Linked DNA regions of Macaca mulatta: region 1 is linked to region 2. The links are chromatin contacts, called in public Hi-C maps. All regions are on one chromosome and are shown on one strand. Each heading gives the region's core, a stretch centred on a gene start, on an enhancer-like site or on the middle of the called end of the contact. The rest is flanking DNA. Distances are from core to core; before and after follow the strand shown. Region 1 holds the start of CCDC88A (coiled-coil domain containing 88A). Region 2 holds the start of CFAP36 (cilia and flagella associated protein 36).

Region 1 (5,329 bases), core at 1,490-3,989, 94 kb before region 2:
GTATTTTTTAGCATAAAACTGCATTCGAAGTGGAAACAAACTAATGTATTTGTTTTTAGCACCTCAGTTAAGTATTTAGGATGCAAAAAAAAAAAACCAAATTTTTTTGGAAAAAGAATCGTTCAAATAAAATTAAAGTGGAAAACTAAAGTAATCTATTTCCCTATTTTTGTGAACACACATTTTTTTTTAGCACACAAATTCAAAATTTTCTGTCTAAAAATAAGCACATAAAGAGACATAGGGGAACAAGTTCTGAATATCTAGTGTAATGGCTACCCTTTCTGTCATGTAGTTTCCCCAAAACAGAAGTCAGTTTATTATCCTACCATTTTGCTTAGGAAATAGTTAGATATTTTGAGGATAAAAAATAATTCCATTACACAGCTGTCAAAAATATATTTACTAACCCTGGAAATAATGTCTACGCTCTTTTTTCCTTTCTTAAGGAAAACATATATACATATTCAGATAACATACATATTTCTTTGGGTGCCTATGAAAATAAAACACTGGTTGAAAATGTGTAATAGTATAATACTTCCCTGTAGGATCAACACGTACATGAAAAACAGCCCACAAATATCTTTGAGCACATAGAGAAGTTAACGAGAGCAATTTTTTATAGATTTGACTTCTACCGTCTTAAACATAAAAATCTAAATCAATAAAATACAAACGATAAGGTTATCAGAGCAGTAAGGTAGACTTATTCTCTAGTAACAACTATTCATTAATAACACACCGATTTCCCATACATATAAAAGTTCCAAACTACCTCTTCTAATCAGATTTTATTAAAGAGAAATAAGCCTAAGTACGCATTACTTTGAGCACAACTGAAAAATTCAGTTTGATAAACTACATTAGCGTACTTAGAATGCACGTATGCTACAATATCTGTAATTGGATAAAAACTGAGTTTTAATTTTACTAATCCAGCTACCAATATACTTTCACTATTCAATTCCCATCTCAAAAGCATACTTTCCTACTTAGTACAAACCCAATATTATAAACACAAAAGACAAAGATTTGCCCACTAAGTCGTTATCTAATTGTTATTAAGACTTGATACTTGCATTTCAAAACCTGTAAGAATACCTTAAAATGATCCCTAAAATATTAAGCAACCTAATAATTCACACAATAAATCATCTCATCAAGCTTTAGTTATTACAGGCATTTAAATTACTTACTACAGCAAGAGTCCTCACCAATCAGAACCGTTTGAAATTTTCCCTTCTGAAATCTGCTATTACTTAACGAGTTTCAAATTTTGAGCCACTTATTTCTAGATATAGAGGTTAATAAGAAACATTTCTGCATCAAATGCACATAACTTCACAGTAAAGTCTTTTTTCCTATCTTAAGAAACCAGATTCTCATTCTCTCTTTTATTTTACCAAATTATCAAAGAAGACACAATGTGGCTTGGATTTCAGTACTGAAGACAAGTGACGATACATGGTTGACAGAATGAAAAATTAAAGTTTCACAATTTTAACAGGTAGAATTACTAGGTTGTGATAATGGGCTGAGCGCATAACATTATCATTCCTTTCAAGATCTAATTCTTAAACCACCTGAATTTTTCTGGCCAATGAAGCAAATTAGGGGCTTAAAACATCGTGTCTCAAAGTTCACCGTATGCTATTTCTCAAAGAAAACAAGTTACCTAGGAAAGAAGGAAGAACTTACATTTGGAGCATGACCTGGTTCAGGAACACCCCATCCACCAAAGCCACATATTCATCAAGGTTGGTCCCATTTCCTGCAGTCAGAGGTCCAAACGTTTTAACCTAGAACAGAAGGATCACCACGACATGAACGCCCACCTCCATCTCTGCAGCCACAAATAACGCAGCAAAATATACAATAAAGGACACCCCACTTACCCAAGTGACCAAGGGGCTGGTCATGAACTGCTCCAGAAGGGGAGTAAAAATTTCGTTCTCCATTTTACAGAGTATGTATTTGAAAAAAGGAACTACCACAAAAATACGCCTAGGGAATTGGTCACTAAACGTGGAAGTAAGTATAAATCAATGAAAGTCCATTTCGGCAAGGGAGGAAAATCCCATCGTGGAGGAGGGGGGCACTCTCCCTCCTCAAAAAACACCCCAGAGGGAAACAAGCCGAAATCCCAAGAAGTGGCTTCGACGACGGACACCACGAGCAGCAGCCTGCGCTGGAAATGTCTGTACCGGGCGAGGAGGGGCAGAGAAAAGGCATCTGGAGGAGGAGGAAGGGAAAGGGGGCTGGAGCCCAAGACAAAAAGCCCGTCAAGGTTGTCCAGCTCCTGGAGGAGCCAGACCAGCGAAACTGCTCCCAATGAATTAATCCCAACGTGGGCTAAATGAAATACGTTAGACAGAGACCACGTTAAGGATTCCGAGGGGCCGCCAGACTCGACCTCGGCGTTCCGACCTCTACACGTTCCACCCACCGATGGGCATGGAGCCGCTTTCGACCCGCGGAGCCTCCACTGCCCGCAGCCCCTCAGCACCAACAGGCAGGGCTCACCCCTTCCCCCCGAACAGACACCATCCCTCCGCCGCCCTCAAGCCTTGCCTCCAGCCCCCTTCCCCTCCCGGGGGTGGGGGCTTGAATGCGTGTCCCTAACCCCCCAGCTTCCTAAGCCCTGCCAGCCTTTTCAGCGCTTCTCTGGGAATCCCTGGCACAAAATCACCGCCGCGCTCCAGCCTCCTCCGCCCTCTATGGAGAAGCCGGAGTAACGGCCTCAGAACCGCAGTGCCGCATCACACCCCACCCCTCGCCGCCCGCCAGAGCCGCCCGCCAATGTCGGGGACGGCCGTCAAAGGGAGCGCGTAGCTTCCTCCGCGCCGATATCCTTCCGCCGACTCCCCGCCCCTCCCGCGCAGCTGCCTCTGGATTGTGGGAGAAGAAAACCGCTGCATGAGCGCGCTCCCGAGCGAGCGCGCCCCCGGGCTAGCCCCGCCGCCGCCCAGATCCTGGCGGCGGGCGCGGGCGTGGACGCGCGTTCGCTGCAGCTGCTGGGGAGACACCCCGCTCCTCGCTTGCGCCCAGGCTTGGGGGGCGGGGACAGGGAAGGCAGAGCAAGGGGTCTGTCTGCTCCCTCGCTCGCTCATGCGTAATTATGGTTTATTTCCTCCCCGAGTGCCTTCTTTGATATGTGAAGGAAAGGGAAAGAAATCCTTCTCTTTTAAACGTGAGGGTTGCAGACAACCTTTTTCGGACAGTTTGATGTGTTCTGTAAAGCATGCCTTCCCCCCAGCAAAATGGAATAGGAAAACTCACTGCAGCAAATGGCAGAGGGACTTGAGCCGCAACTTGGTGGGTTTTTTCTGCTTCTTTTTTTTTTCTTCCAAATCCAGTCCACTAACGCATGAATATTCTTCAGAGTTGCAAGTGACATACAGTAAGATTTTTTAAAAACCAGAGCTGTCTGTCAGCACGTTGGTATTCCCTGACTGGAGCAAACGTGACTCAGACATTGTTTTTTGGTTTTGTTTTGTTTTTTGCTATTTGGCCATTGAGGGGTCGGGGTGGGGGGGAATCCCAAGCAAAATCAAGAACTACAAAGAAGAAACATTTGGAAGTCATCCAAGTTGGGTGACAAACAGATTACATATTTGTCATAAATCTCCATGCCATGCACGACTGGAACCTCGACATAATTTTAAGTTCCCTGGCAAAATCAAATGTTACTCCTCATTTAAAAGGAAAATAAAGACTTTTTTCCTGGGGTAAAATGGGCATGTAGAATGCAATCTTTTTTGAGAAAAGATAATATAGTTTTATAATGTGTGCTATGTTTACATTACATAAATATTTACATAGAGTATATATTTTAAATTAGCAGTAAAAATGTCTCTGTCATCACACAATTAAGAAACAGCACAATTTCTTAATTGGGTAGTTGGGAACCTGGACTCTGAAGTCTTCCTGCCTAGTTCCAATATGCACCAGCTGTGTGAGCCTAGGCACGTTATTGAGGCTCTCTGTGCTTTGGTTCCTTCACGTGTAAAGCAGGGCTAATAATAGGGGTAAGTGAAATGGCAGCTTATAGTAAGTGTTCTATAAATGTCATTAATGTTGTTTTTAACATTATTCCTTCAAAATAAAGAACCTTTATGAAAAAACTTGAAATGTAACCTTTCTACTTCAGTTACAGGAGAAAGGATCTTGCTTTGAGGAGTAGGGAACTGAATGCCCTTTGAAAATCATCTTAATTAAAATTAGGATGCATTCATGTGGCACTTTGCTAGGTAGTGTACAAGTAGAACCTTGAATTTCCCTAGTCAGTACACAAGCCTTCAGACATCCTTATTGCTAGCAATCTTTTCCATCTGCTCTTGATGACTTTTAAAAAAGTCTTTTAGATATGGGAGTCTCACTATGTTGCCCAGGCTAGCCTCAAACTCCTGGCCTCAAGTGACCCTCTCACCTCAGCCTCCCTAGCAGTTGGGACTAGACGTGTGAGCCACCACGCCTGGCTTGGTGACTCCTTTTTTTATTTGTTTTGTTTTTTGAGACGGAGTCTCACTCTATTACCCAGGCTGGAGTGCAGTGGCACGATCTCAGCTCACTGCAACCTCTGCCTCCAGGGTCCAAGTGATTCTCCTGCCTCAGCCTCCCGAGTAACTGGGATTACAGGTGCCCGCCACCACCCCCTAGCTAATTTTTGTATTTTTAGTAGGGACGGGGTTTCACCATGTTGGCCAGGCTGGTCTTGAACTCCTGACTTCAAGTGATCTGCCTGCCTCGACCTCCCTAAGTGCTGGGATTACAGGTGAGAGCCACTGCTCTTGGCCTGATGACTGTTTCTTAATAGTGGTCCTTTATTTGGCAAATGAAATGCAGACAGAAGGAGAGTAGGCACCAAGAAGACAGCATTGCTTTCAGGAGCAGCCCAGTGCTTGACATATCCACTTTTCTTTGTAATCCCCCAGATGCTTGACAAAACAATATGGAAGTAATTATGCCTATACTGGGTTTATCCTAGGACAAATCAATCTGCTTCATTCATAGACAAAAAAACAAAAAGTATTAATACCAAATACAGCAGGTTAGGGGCATTTCGAAGTGGTGACTGAAGAGTTAGCACAGGAGTCATACATTAAGGTAGTATTGTTTATGCAATTTAGTACCCATCCCTCACAGAAATCTGGATTCTCCTGTAGAGCCAGATGGCCCCAGATGCTTTCTGGTCTATCTTTAGGTTTTACGCGCGCGCGCACACACACACACACACACACACACACACTCAACAAAGAAACATGAGGAGTTAATTGTAAAAACAGGAAACTTTAGACCAGACTGAGGTCTGGAGGAACTTATTTGA
Region 2 (5,901 bases), core at 2,675-5,174:
AGAAGTTTCCTTGTTGCTTAGGTGTCCAGTACGAAAACAAGTCCTGACTGTGCTCTGAACCTGGGCAAGACACTTGACCTCACAGACTCAGTTCTTCCATCTGTTATGTGTGGAATTTGTGTTACCCTCAAACTCATATGCTGAAGTCCTAATCCACAGTGCCTCAGAATGCAATTGTATTTGGAGATACAGTTTTTAAAGAGGTAATTAAGTTAAAATGAGGCTATTAGGGGGCCTTAATCCAATATGGCTGATGTCCTTGTAAGAAAAGGAGATGAGTACACAGACTGTACAGGGGTAAGACCACGTATAGACACAGGGAGAAGACAGCCTTCTGCAAGGCAAGATGAGAAGCCTCAAAGGAAACCAACCCTGCCAACAACTTGATCAGAGACTTTTAGATTTCAGAACTTTCAGAAAGTAAATGTCTGTTGCTCAAGCCACCCAGTCTGTGGTAATTTGTTACAGCACTCCTAGCAAACTAATACACTATCTAGAAGAGGGAGAAAATCTTAATATTATCTTTATTTAGCTCACAAGTTTGCTGTAAGTCAAACAGATGTAATCCCTTTGTAAACTGTAAAACACTACATAAATGTGAACAATTGTTATTCACATGGTCCTTGAAAATGCAGTCATGTTGTTATGATTTGAATTTTATATTCCTTTAGTAGGGCAGACACTCAGTATCAGTACAGGAGATGGGGAGAAGCAAGAGATTTCCTAGGGCTGTAGCAAAAAACACAAATGATTTGTCTTTGAAAGAAGAGGCAAAATAAAAGGAATAGTTCCTTACATTCATGCTGCAAATTTGAAAGCAAACAGATACCTAAACTACATATAATAACAATATCTAATATGTATTAAGCATTTACTAAGTACCTAGCATAATCCCAAGTACTTTTTTTTTTTTTTTTTTTTTTTTTTTTTGAGACGGAGTCTCGCTCTGTCGCCCAGGATGGAGTGCAGTGGCGCGATCTCGGCTCACTGCAAGCTCCGCCTCCCGGGTTCACGCCATTCTCCTGCCTCAGCCTCCCGAGTAGCTGGGACTACAGGCGCCCACAACCGCACCCGGCTAATTTTTTGTATTTTTAGTAGAGACGGGGTTTCACCGTGGTCTCGATCTCCTGACCTTGTGATCCGCCTGCCTCGGCCTCCCAAAGCACTGGGATTACAGGCGTGAGCCACCGCGCCCGGCCCCAAGTACTTTTAATATGTGTTCTTGGCCAAGTGCGGTGGCTCACGCCTGTAATCCTAGCACTTTGGGAGGCTGAGGCGGGCGGATTGCCTGAGCTCAGGAGTTCAAGACCAGTCTGGACAACATGGTGAAACCCTGTCTCTACTAAAATCCAAAAAATTAGCTGGGCATGGCCGCGTGGACCCGTAGTCCCAGCTACTCAGGAGGCTGAGGTAGAAGAATTGCTTGAACCTGGGTGGCAGAGGTTGCAGTGAGCCAAGATTGGGCCATTGCACTCCAGCCTAGGCGACAGTGAGACTCTGTCCCTCTCTAATTAAATCTCATATCATATGTTCTCTAAATCACATATCAACCCTATGGTAAAAGTGCTTGTTATGTGTATGTGTGTAGTGCACCGTGTGTGTGTGTATATATATATGTTTATGTATGTGCATCTATTTTCGTTTTGTTACATGTATCTTTTTTTTTTTTTGGAGACGGGGTTCACTCTGTCGCCCAGGCTGGAGTGCAGTGGTGCAATCTTTGCTCACTGCAACCTCTGTCTCCCGGGTTCAAGCGATTCTCCTGCCTCAACCTCCCAATTAGCTGGGATTACAGGCGCCCGTCACCACACCGAGCTAATTTTTAGTAGAGATGAGGTTTTGCTGTTGGGCAGGCTGGTCTCAAACTCCTGACCTCAAGTGATCCACCCACCTTGGCCTCGCAAAGTCCTGGGAGACAAGAGCGAAACTCCGTCTCAAAAAAAAAAAAAACAAAAAACAAAAAACAGCTCTTTTAGGATGAAATACTATATTCCTCCTAAAGTGGTTTAGATAGTCACCAAACTAAGGATACCAAATATTCTTACACTTTCAATTGCAGTGAGCCGAGATGTCACCACTGCACTCCAGCGTGGGTGACAGAGCAAGACTCCCTCTCAACAAAAAAAAAGGGGGGTGGGTTGGGAGGGGGGCTATCATTTTAACCTAGTAGATTGGCAAAGATTATTTTTTAAAAATATTTAAAAAAATTAGTTCAGTAATTTTCCCTTGAGAATTTGTTCAAGGGAAATAATGAGACTAGAGTTCAAAAACATACGTGCAAGTATATTCATTACACAATTGTTAATGGGTTTAAAAAATTCAAGTAATTTAATGTAGCAATTGACGTTTGGTCAAATTAACCAAGATATATATTCTTTCATTTAGCAATTCTGTTGGAATCTATCCCTTGGAGTAGTAAATAAAACCAACAGTTCTCAGGATGCAACATTTACAACAGCAGTTTGTAGAAGCAAAAAATGGCAAATCCACAGCACGGAGGAGGAAAAAGAAAAAAATTGCACATGGCCAGGCACGGTGCCTCACGCCTGTAATCCCAGCTCTTTGGGAGGTGGAGCCGGGCGAATCACCTGAAGTCAGGAGTTCCAGGCCAACCTGGCCAACATGGCGAAACCCTGTCTCTACCAAAACTACAAAAATTAGCTGGGTGTGGTGGCACATGCCTGTAATCCCAGCTACTCAGGAGGCTGACGCACAGGAGAATCGTTTGAACCCAGGAGGCTAAGGCTGCAGGGAGCCGAGATCACGCCACTGCACTCCAGCCTGGGCGACAAAGCGAGACTCCGTCTCAAAAAAAAAAAAAAAAAAAAGGCATATAATGATCATCTTTATGCATTCAGGTAAGATATTGTGTGCACATTCACGAAATAAAAATAGACTAAAGGGTGGTTTATGGAATACCATGCAGTTGTGTATGTGTATGTGTATATATATATATATGGTTGTCTGAAGATATTTTGGAACTCCAAACACCTTGACAATGACCACTGAATACCCCCATTCCACCTAAAAGCTGAATTGGAGTTACAAGATTTGGTTACCAAGGCATTTATTTGAGCATTAACTTTTATTTTGCCCTTGAAAAGCTCCTAATTCTAGTTATCTTTATCCAAGCGTAAGAGGTTCAAGACCCGACTGAAGATACAGATGCAAACTGACAGACAATGAGCCAGTCTCACACACCTCGGCTTTGTATTTTCAGACAACCCTTTACTTACAAACTTCTGGGCCAATGGTCTGAAAATGGTTGGGACTGAGGTGCTGGGGATACAATGATGAACAGCAGCCGCTGAAGCCCTGTCAGGTGGAGGAGGCCCGGTTACCTCAGACCCTCACTGAGCCTTTTCTTTTTTTTTTTCTTTTGAGACGCAGTCTCCCAGGCTGCATTGCAGTGCCTCACTGCAACCTACGCCTCCCGGGCTCAAGCCTTTCTCCTGCCTCAGCCTCCCGAGTAGCTGGGATTAAAGGCGGCGCCACCACGCCAGGCTAATTTTTGTATTTTTGGTAGAGACGAGGTTTCACCATGTTGGCCAGGCTGGTCTCGACTTCCTGACCTCAGGGGATCCGCAAGCCTCAGCCTCCCAAAGTGCTGGGATCACAGGCACCAGCCACCGCGCCCGGCTACTGCGCCTTTTCTAAACCTTGGCTCCTACGTACTTACCAGAATAGAGAGCGCAGAGAATCTGTCTACGACTTCCAGCCAATGGCTACACTTCTTTTCTCAGCCCTCGTCCACTGTTCTATTTTAACCAATCAGAAACGTTTTTCAAACGTTTCCCCTCCCCGCTAAGTGCGCAGGCTCCTGGAAAGTTGTCTTCACTTCCGGGCCGCGGTCTAGGGCGGCTACGTGTGTTGCCATAGCGACCATTTTGCGTTAACTGGTTGGTAGCTTCCCTCCTGGGGGTTGAGCGACTGCGGGCCAGCTCTTCCCCTACTCCCTCTCGGCTCCTTGTGGCCCAAAGGCCTAAGCAGGGTCCGGCGGTCTGGCCTAGGGATATTCCCCGTTGCCCCTTTGGGGCGGGATGGCTGCGGAGGAAGAGGACGAGGTGGAGTGGATGGTGGAGAGCATCGCGGGATTCCTGCGAGGCCCAGACTGGTCCATCCCCATCTTGGACTTTGTGGAACAGAAATGTGAAGGTAAAAACCAGAGTCTGAACCGACAATCCTCTTCTCCTCTCTCACACCAGCGGCGGGCAGGGGGTTGGTAACCACAAATCATCTCTCGTCTCCCCCATCCCCTGTGTCCACCCCTGTCGTCAGGTCTTGTTCCCCTCACCCCCTTCTCCACCCCCGTCGTCAGGTTTAGAGCTGGTTATGTAGGAGCAATTCCTTTCACCCTGCCGATGTGTTCTTTCGCAGACCTGAAAATAGGGACCGAGGCTCCCCTTCCCTGGGGCCCAAGCGCACGTCCGAAGAACATTAGACTTGAATCGTAAATTCGGTCTCTCACCCTGTCCCGAACGTTTCTGCCCTGGGCAGGTGGACTGTTTGGCTGGGCTTCTTCAACAGCTTTCCCAGACTTGAGAGGAGAAGGGTCGGTTTACCTGAGTTCCTTATGATCCCTAGCATTTCGCCCGGTGTAGTCAGCTTAGGAAATGAGAAATGATTCACTCCAAACCAACAGTTAACTGCAAAGGAGGGCATGTGATAACTTCAGGAAGCCCAGAACCAGTGTTTTTTGATGGCCTGTATTCCCCTTGGTGAGCTCTACTGTTGGCTATACCAAAACTTTGCGAGGTGGGGCCGGGAACCATTCTTGGAACAAATGAGGCGTATAGATATGGCATTATATTCCCTGTGAAGGACAGACACCTCCGGGTTCTGAGCAGTTCTTCACCTTGGAGTTCTGCATTCAGTTCGTGAAGACTTTGCAGCCCATTCGCAGAAAAGGAACTAGAAAACACGTCATGTAAATGAGTGCCCAAGCGTTTTTGTGGTTGTTTAGTCGGGCAAGACTTTGAGGGTAGTAATATTCATCAGTTGTTTGAACATCTGTTTTGTGTTGTAAGGTTCAATGAAATAGAGCTAGGGTCAGTTGGTACAAGCTACAGGGAAACAAATTTCAGTGAAGGAAGTGCTTCATGACAGAATGTATCCAAGATGAGTTAGCCTGTGTCAGAAGGTAATGAGCTTCCCGGCTCCGGCAGTGTTTGAATGGATCTGATAGCGACTTAATAGGGTTAGAGGGATTCAGCTATTCAGCTATCAAATGGTCGGTTATCCTGGATGACCTTTTAAGACTTCTTTAAATTCCAAGATATCATGAATCTGGTAAAGATGAAATTCAGTTTGACCACTGAATCTTTTTATTACATTTTCATTGCTATAATCGAAATTCAAATCATAGCTATTAAAGGGTTGTTTTTACAGGTAATTTTAAAACAGTGTTCAAAAACGAAATAACTTCTATTTGTACTCTTTTTTTTTTTTTTTTTTGGGAGACGGAGTGTCGCTCTGTTGCCCAGGCTGGAGTGCAGTGGCGCGATCTTGGCTCATTGCATTGTTTTATACATATGATTATTCAGTAAACACTTGTTTTGATTTTATTTAACTTCATTATTTATCTGTGGTAACAAAAATGGACTGGTCACTTTCCATAACAATTACATCAGCAAAATTCCAATACAATAAAATAATCTGGAACGTATTGTAAAAGGATTTAACCATTAACAATAATATTCCATTAAAAGTGATGAAGAAATTATTGCCTCATATTGATTGAAATGTGTTTTTGTCTTAAATATGAGGTATAATTCATTTTAAATATTTTCTCGAGTAGGCAAAAAAGCTGGTTTACAATTAATAGTATATATACATGTGGTGTATATATATATATTTTTTTTCTTTTCTTTTTTTTTTTTTTTTTGAGGTGGAGTCTCACTC

What was found. Hi-C and Micro-C count contacts between places; a contact is called where the count stands out from the background.
Region 1: a Hi-C map of fetal cortex germinal zone shows a contact between it and region 2, with 5 times the contacts expected there. The contact joins the promoter of CCDC88A here to the promoter of CFAP36 in region 2. A contact is called at or near these places in 3 of 14 Hi-C or Micro-C datasets (fetal cortex germinal zone, fetal cortical plate and fibroblasts).

Annotation. Positions count from the first base shown.
Region 1 is chr13:69,200,485-69,205,813 of T2T-MMU8v2.0, reverse strand. CCDC88A (coiled-coil domain containing 88A) reads right to left here and starts at 2,739. Exons shown (of 33, transcript XM_077959562.1): 1 at 1,899-2,739; 2 at 1,702-1,802. The coding sequence starts at 1,961.
Region 2 is chr13:69,107,227-69,113,127 of T2T-MMU8v2.0, reverse strand. CFAP36 (cilia and flagella associated protein 36) reads left to right here and starts at 3,924. Exons shown (of 10, transcript NM_001190915.2): 1 at 3,924-4,155. The coding sequence starts at 4,041.